Linked DNA regions of Sus scrofa: region 1 is linked to region 2. Evidence: chromatin contacts called from public promoter capture Hi-C data. All regions are on one chromosome and are shown on one strand. The core of a region is the stretch at or near the end of the contact, and the rest is flanking DNA. Distances in the headings are between cores, read along the strand shown. Region 1 holds the start of RNF148 (RING finger protein 148). Region 2 holds the start of CADPS2 (calcium-dependent secretion activator 2).

Region 1 (3,695 bases), core at 1,103-3,602, 150 kb before region 2:
TGGTAAGACCTTGTAAAAATTTCTCCCATATGTTAATCACTACTCTCACATGGTCTCCTGGATACACCCAATAAAAAATTATTTCCCATAAACAAACATACTTTTCCCTCTTACTATTTCTGAACCCAGGAAAGAGTTCTGAACATGCTAAAATGGAATACGGTCAATTTAAAGACTAATACATAAGCTTTTTGAATTACCAACAGACTATACTATAATGGGGGCAGGTACAGACGTATAAAAGTCACAACATTCGCTCAGGCTCTTCATTCATTATTCTTTACATTAATAAATATAATAACTTTCTACATCACCAAAAGTTCTGATAACTCCATGTACTACGGGGGAAAAAAAAAAAAAAGCCAGACAGACATTTTAAATCACCATATCACTAGCCGTGACTTCCTCATTATGGAAGCCAAGATTCCTATTCCACTCTATTTGTCCAGAGTAGAGATAACACGGATGCATGAGGAAAAGGCAACTTGTAGAAGTGTTCCAGAAGTCCAAAGCTCTGAAAATCCAGTGTAACATTAAAGAAGAGGAATTTCCACTGACATTTCTCCAAACACCTAACAGTGCCTGGCTCAAAAGAGCATGTTTAAATGAATGATTAACATGGCCAGGCTTACTACACTTGGGCGAACACTTTCCACTGCTTTAGTTTGGCCTCATCATCGTTCCACAGTCTACAATTTTGCAATAGCATCTCATTTGCTATCACTGTTTTGCTCACCTTAAGTTCATTCTGTTGCCAGAGCAACCTACTTAAAAAAAAAAAAAAAAAAAAGTAACAAAGTGTCCAATGGCATGTCTGCTTGCTTAAATCCTGACATGGCTCCCTCCCTCCAAAGGGTAACACCCAAGCTTCTCAGAAAGGCACTATAAGCCTCTCCAGCCTGGTCCTCTTTCCTTCAATCCAGCCTCATTTACTACTATTGTCACTCCTGAAATGTCTGCAATTCTGAGGCCTTGGAGTGTCCTATGCTTCTATTTTAGCTGTCACTACGTTAGATCTTATACAGGCTTGTTCCTCCCACAAAACTCTCTCTACGGTAGGAACACTAATTGCGAAAGTGTTCCAATTACTTCCCTCCCAGTGATGATGCCCTTTGCAATGTGACTTAGCAGGTTGTTACATCAGGAGATGGAATTTATTTCTATAGGGCTGTTGAAATAAATCCTATCTCCTGATGGAATGGTGACTCAGGGGTCTGGTACTCCCGCTGGCAGACAGACTGGCAGGAAATCGATGACATGCTAGCACCAAGCCTAAGCCTGAGTGGAGGGGTGCACTCCTCCTCTGGCTCTTGAAACCCTGCTGCCCTCCAGTGAAGAAGCCTGGCCTGACAGGAGAGCACAGGTGTTCCAGCTGGGGCTACCCCAGGTCAATCTACAGATAGGCCACCATATGTGCGCCCCCAAGACGAGCAGAGATGTCTCCAAAATCCTGAGGTGGCCACAGACATGCGACTGCATCCAGCGGAGACCTGAAGAATCGCCTCACTCACCCAGACTCCTGAGCAATGACAGATACTGACCCTTTTAACAGTTCATTTAAATTAAAAAAAAAACTGCCCTGCTATACATTGAGTTTGGGAGTGGTTTATTATTCAGTAGCTGATACAGTTCCCTCCACAAAATGATCTACTCTACTAATCTCCAGGTCTGGGATTAAATCTTATTCTCATTTTTTGCATATTCAGCTTCTAGCACAGTATCTAGCACATCATAGGTTCTCAATGAAGATTAAATTGACATTCTCTGAATACTAACCTGTAAAATTACTTATCCAATAATGCACCTACTTAATTTAATATTTCAGTTAGAGCAGAGAATAGTTAGAATATCCATAATGATTTTAACCTTTAATTCTTCTATAGATTTAAGACTCATAAAAGTGAAGTTTTTATAGTCATACCTAAACGCTAAGATAAACGACCATCTGGAATATGACCAAATCCCTTTTAAACTTTAATGGGTATAAATCAAACTCCATAAATTCTTTTACATTCTGAATTCAAGCCTATAAAACTTTAACACTAAATTGATAACTTTTTCTTCTCATGCAGTCTACCAAGTTAGAAGACAGAATAGCTATCAACAGAGTAGAAACACATCACTAGTAGTTTGGGAAGTAACAGAAAAACTTAACACTGCTTTTGCATCAAGGAGGAGAGAGAAAAGCTGAACAAACATCCTTAAGCAAACATGAGATTCAAGATTAAGTACTCTGGAGTTCCCACTGGGGCACACAGAAACGAATCTGACTAGGAATCATAAGGTTGCGGGTTCAATCCCTGGCCTTGCTCAGTGGGTTAAGGATCTGGAGTTGTGATGTAGGTTGAAGACACAGCTGGGATCCCTCATTGCTGTGGCTGTGGTGTAGGCCAGCAGCTGTAGCTCCAATTCAACCCCTAACCTGGGAACCTCCATATGCTGCAGGTGCAGCCCTAAAAAGAAAAAAATTAAGTACTATAATTAGTGGTATTATCTTTCTTTGAGCCTAAGACAAAACACACCTTTTACCATTTAGACTGGATCTTTGTTTGAAAGGGTGAAGGGAGGCAATATAATCAAATAAAGAAAAAACATTACGCAGAATCATTTGAAGAATCACCAGAACTGGCCCTGTTCTCTTAACCGACTATTTTGCTTATGTAGTTAAGAACCACCGAGGATGAGGAGGCTGCTTTTGGAGCTCTGTCATTTCAAAGTTGTCCTAAAGCCCTAAAGTAGATTCTAGACCTCTTTAAGCTACAACTGGTCATCAAGGTTTGTACAAAGCTTTGTCTTCCCAAGACCCCTGGAGTGCAGTTAACAGAGTGAGTTCTTAGCAGTCAGAAATAGCAGGGCAGTGGCAACTAAGATTTTCCCACTTAGGAGTTTCTGTCGTGGCACAGCAGAAACGAATCCAACAAGGAACCTTAAGGTTGCAGGTTTGATCCCCGGCCTCGCTGAGTGGATTAAGGATCCGGCATTGCCATAAGCTGTGGTGTAGGTGGCAGACATGGCTCAGATCTGGCATGGCTGTGGCCGGCAGTGTAGCTCTGATTCAACCCCTAGCCTGGGTACCTCCATATGCTGCAGGTGCAACCCTTTAAAAAAAAAAAAAAAAAAAAAAAGCGGGGGGATCTAAGTGGGAAAATCTTTTTCAGATTCACAGGTCACAAAAGCTTTATTCATTTATTACGTAATTTGATCTCTCCTGGGAGGCAGCAGAGAAGAAAAACAGAAATACGGAGCCCTCACACACGCAGAAACTGTCCTGAAGCCCAAGGCTATGAGACAGAGTATCTGTGAAACCCCACACACTTGCTCTGTGAAGGGAGTCACACGGAGCCTCTGTCCTCCGATTTGTAAGATGGGGAAGTGATGCCTGCTTGGTGCCTGATGACCTATTTCACATCTATTTGAAATTCACCAAGCACACTGCTAGCATGGGGGTTCAATAAAGGGACCCTGTCCCTCTTCCTAATTCTCTGAAGGCTCTTTCCTCCCTTTTCCACCCAGTAACATTTTCTCAGCCTTCAAGACTGAGCCCCATCTCCCTTCTGCAATCGTCCCGGTCTAAACAACCTGCTCCTATGACACATTCTTTTTGCACCTACTTGTCATTTAACTTTGCCATATATTACATAGTATAGTTACAGGTCTGTCTACACTTGTTTGATTGAGAATGTCTTGGGAGGAGC
Region 2 (4,260 bases), core at 1,591-4,090:
ACAGTTAAATTCCCATTTCATTTTGTCCTAAGAGGAAACCTGACTGCCAAGAACTGCTCCAGTTCCTTTAGTAAGCAACATGTTTAAAAAAAAAAAAAAAAAAAGTGTAGGGCCTTTTGAATAACTTTGAATGAGAGGAATATTTAAGCTGTTTGGGGGCCTCCCCCTTGCCAATATAATAATTCACAAAACTTCGACAGCATTCGATGCTCTCAATATTTAGCAAATAGAGATTTCCAAGTGTTCCAAGTCTCTTTGTACAGAAAAGAGTGCAATGTTTTACGTCTTTTTGCAGTTTGGCATTATTTTTTGGTGGTGCCTGAATGAGGTTGTAACAATGGTCTCGGAAGTATTGTGAATGAACTTGTTTGCCAACTCAAATAATTTCTGCAAAAACATTCTATTTAAACAGAAGGAGTCAAGAGATCTGCACTATTTCAAAGTGAGAGTTTGCTGCATTTTGCTAATGAAACAAGCATGCACTATTCAGCTACCAGTGACTTTTCGCACAAGAATCTTCGATAATATTCCAGACAGGAATAGCCTCAGTTTCACCATGTTTTTATACTTAAACACACTGAAGTTTAAATGCAACAAGAATGACAAAACTGGAGACTGGTTGAGATTAAATAATCTTTATGACTACAAACAGCATACCCATCAAAAATTAAAGAGTGACTACACAAGTTGAAAGTTGCTTGACCCACTGGGTTAAGAGGCACAGGGGGACTGCAAGACATCCTGACGCAAGCCAAGGGATGAGAGGGTACAGTACTCACCTAGGAACGTAAGGCAAAGCCCACAAAAACTCCACGGGGCCTTCAGCTGAACTGGAGATGAGTAGCCTCAATCATGGTAATTGGCTAGGGAATAGAAAATGTTACTTGGAAATACTTCGCCCCTCCAAAATGAGGGGGTCTACCTGGATCCCAAGGTACTTTGCAGCTCTAGTGTTTTGTAACTGAGTTACCTAGTGGTTAGGTGCATGAAGAAGCTGTGTCATTAGCCGCCAACTGTAGACAATCATCCCAAAAGCCTGCTCAGTGAGGGATTCAAAACAGCTGCTAGGTTTAGGCCTGCTTCAAGAGATGGGGTAAATGGAGGTGGACGGGGCGATAGGAAAACTGTTTGTGATGAAACAGCATTTTCACAATTCAGAAGTGCTCCAGATTTCTAAGAAATACCTCAGTGGAGGTAATGCTTTAGAGCACAAACCATCTGTGTCACCAGGCACGCCTGGGGCAAATTCCATTCTCTCTGGGTCTCCACATCTTGTCTCAAACCAAGGGGACTGCTGCAGGTTTCCACTGAACCTTCTAGGTTCAGCAATCTCTAAAGAGCTCCTAGACGGTTCCCATTGAAAACACTTACCCAACTAGAGCAATTTGAGTCATTACTTTTGTCTGTTACAGAACATTAGACCCCTGGGGTCTTGTCGGCAAACACTTTCACCTGTTACAGACTCCTTACTTCGGGGAGGGAAAAGGAAAAAAAAGAAAAAGCATTATGAAGTGGTTATGCACCAATCCTTTATTTTTCATCAATTGCGTTTCATCAGGCCTGTCGGGGACTAGGAATTACTGACCCACAGCAACTCTCCAAAGCTGAACACCATTCTTAGGATTTGACGTCCAGGTTATATACTAGGACAGGAAACGTGTCAGTTTACCCTTTTCATTCACCGAGGGACATTTCTACTCCTCACCCTAGAGAGGGCTTCCTTCTAGTTAACAGTGGTGTTCTGATTCCACACACATTCAGATCCACAGTAGAGCCCCGACTCCAGCAGGCTGGGCGGACAGGAATGCACCACTGCTGTTCGAAATTAAAGTTGATATGAGTTGCGTACCGACCCGGCCAGGGCCGTCCGCCGGGTGCAAACAGCCCACCGCCGGGGCTGTCGGGTCGGTCTCTGTCCCACGGATGCCAGGCTGACAGCTTCTCCCAACCGTGAGGGAGAAAATGTGTCCGCTGTAACCCGATATCCAACGGGCTAAAGCAGTGTCCCTCTCCCAAAGATTCCCTTGCCCTCCAAGACCAACAAAAACACAGTGTCCTGCAGAAAGACAGCAAGCAGGCAGGCGCCCCAGAGCTCTACCCAGGAGAAAAGCCCGAGAAGAAAGCAGTGGGGGTAGAAGGCGCCGGGTCCTACAGGCAACTCACCTTCTGCTGCCTCCGGGCCATGTCAGTGGGCTGCTTGGCATTAAACGGGTACGCGATACATCTCACCACGAAGACGTAGAGCTGCAGGCGGATCCTCCGCTCCTGCTCCTCGTCCAGCTGCCTTTCGGGCTCCTCTCGTCCCTCGCTGAGCACGGAGGGGCTCGGGCTCACGGGTCTGGCCGCGCCGCTGCCGCCCGCGCGCCCCGCAGCGTCCCGCCGCCCTTCCCGAGCCGGGGCCGGCAACACTCGCTGCGAGCCGCCGGCCGCCACCAGCACATCGCGGCTCTCTTCTTCCAGCCCCTCGTCCGACTCCTCTTCGCTGGAAGACGGGTCCAGCATGGTGCTTGGGGCGCCCCGCCGCTCAGCCCGCGGCCCCCAGGAGCCTCACCCCCAGCGGCTGCGCCCGTGGGTGTGCGGGCGCTGTACGGCCAGCAAGCAGCGGCTGCAGAACGAAAGGGAAACTGGCGGAGGCTTTCCGGACACGTCGAGCTAGACCCAGGAGTGTTTCCTACCACCAGGGCGCAAGGGGCGGGCAGGAGCCGCCGGGATTAAATAGGCGGAGTTAGCGTCGGGGGGTGAGCCCGAGCGCCTCGTGAACTGCTGGGCCGGCCCGGGGCCCGTGGCCCCCGTGGTCTTCCAACGTCCGCCGGCCGAGGCGGAGCCGCCCGAGCGTCCGGGCGCAGGTGGGGAACCTGTGGCGCCTACAACTAGCAACACGTGGAATGGAATGTTGAGGAGCGGGCACGGGGCCGGGGAGTGCGCGTGCGCGCGCCGCCGCCGCGACCAGGGCCCGGTGCTCTGATGCCCGGCGCGCAATTTGCAAAGATGGGAAGCAGCTGAGCCTAGTGGTTCTGCGTGCGCCCACTCGGGTTTCTGGAACTACCCTGACCCCACTACCCATTCTCTTTTCGCCCGCCAGCTTCCGGAGGGGCAGGCGGACAGGGGGCGAGAGAGCCGCCTCCCTCCACCTGCCCAGGTGAGGGGAGCGTCCAGAATGAGTCTCGGATCCAAATCTGATACCCAGGGTTGAACCCCCGCACAGAAAAGTGGGGTCAAAACTGTTTACCTCCAAATAACGTTGGGAAGGGACTTTTTAAGTCTCTCCCTCTGCTTTATTTTTGTTTGATGCTTATGCTGAAGTCCAAATTGTGAAAGTCAGAGAGGAAATATTCTTGAAAAGAACAGCAAAAAGTACGCGAGGCTTTCTTTTTAAACTGTCTTTATTACTATGGATGCATGAGCAAGATAGGTCTTATATGTGCGAAATGGTTCTGATTCAGCTCACACATAGCTTGATTATTTTCTAGGTTGGAATGCGATTGACTCAAGACAGGTTGTGTGGTGTAAACATTTATTCAGCAAATATTTGAGCGCTCTCTGAGTCCAGCACGCTTATCGTTTGGACGCGCAGCGCACTGAGGCACACAAAACTTGGTCACTGTTACTTCTGGCCTCAAGTGGGCGTCTCGCAGCTGCACCTGAAGCCTGTTTTATTTATCTACGCAGATTTCTCAGTTCCAATGTCAGACCCATCTAGGAGTTTCTTTCTGTGGTTTTTCCAGTGCTCCTGATCCGGACGAAGGAGAAAATAGGGGAAACAGTGCATTCAACACGAGGTGTCGCGAGCAGTGGCCAAGCTGGCACAGAGGCGACTGAAGCTCAGTACAATTATCACCCGGCTGATAAAACTACGAGTTCTGAGCTCATCTACCCACGCCATGGCCAAATAGCAGCTGCATCTTTTTCAACCACTTCCACAGTTAGTTAGGTACACATGAGGGGCTTTCCCCTCTTCATTACTCATACTTTCCCTAGATAGAGAAAGACAAGGAGACATTTTACTCCTGGGGAGCCTTGCCTATTTATCAATTCTTATCAGTGCCCACAGTGATAAAAGCTGTTCACTGAGGGTGTGACTACTGGCTGATCTCCAACTGCCAAGGAATACAAACCTCAAAAACTGATGTATTTAAAAATAAAATAAAATAAAAACTGATGTATTTAAAGGCAATGTTTCGTTTGTGACATGGTAAACTATAAATGACAAGTTTATTCATTTAAGTTACAGTATCTAATGTTATGTCAGATACATAGCAC

Evidence for each region. Promoter capture Hi-C pulls out the DNA fragments that hold promoters and counts their contacts.
Region 1: a promoter capture Hi-C map of liver shows a contact between it and region 2, with 4 times the contacts expected there. The contact joins the promoter of RNF148 here to the promoter of CADPS2 in region 2. A contact is called at or near these places in 1 of 5 promoter capture datasets (liver) and 1 of 47 Hi-C or Micro-C datasets (liver).

The regions. Positions count from the first base shown.
Region 1 is chr18:24,520,315-24,524,009 of Sscrofa11.1, reverse strand. RNF148 (RING finger protein 148) reads right to left here and starts at 2,352. Exons shown (of 1, transcript XM_003134733.4): 1 at 1-2,352. The region is part of intron 2 of CADPS2 (calcium-dependent secretion activator 2); the gene reads right to left.
Region 2 is chr18:24,371,128-24,375,387 of Sscrofa11.1, reverse strand. CADPS2 (calcium-dependent secretion activator 2) reads right to left here and starts at 2,840. Exons shown (of 31, transcript XM_013985671.2): 1 at 2,164-2,840. The coding sequence starts at 2,502. It overlaps LOC106506794 (a long non-coding RNA gene), which reads right to left. Exons shown (of 3, transcript XR_001302352.2): 3 at 3,884-3,974.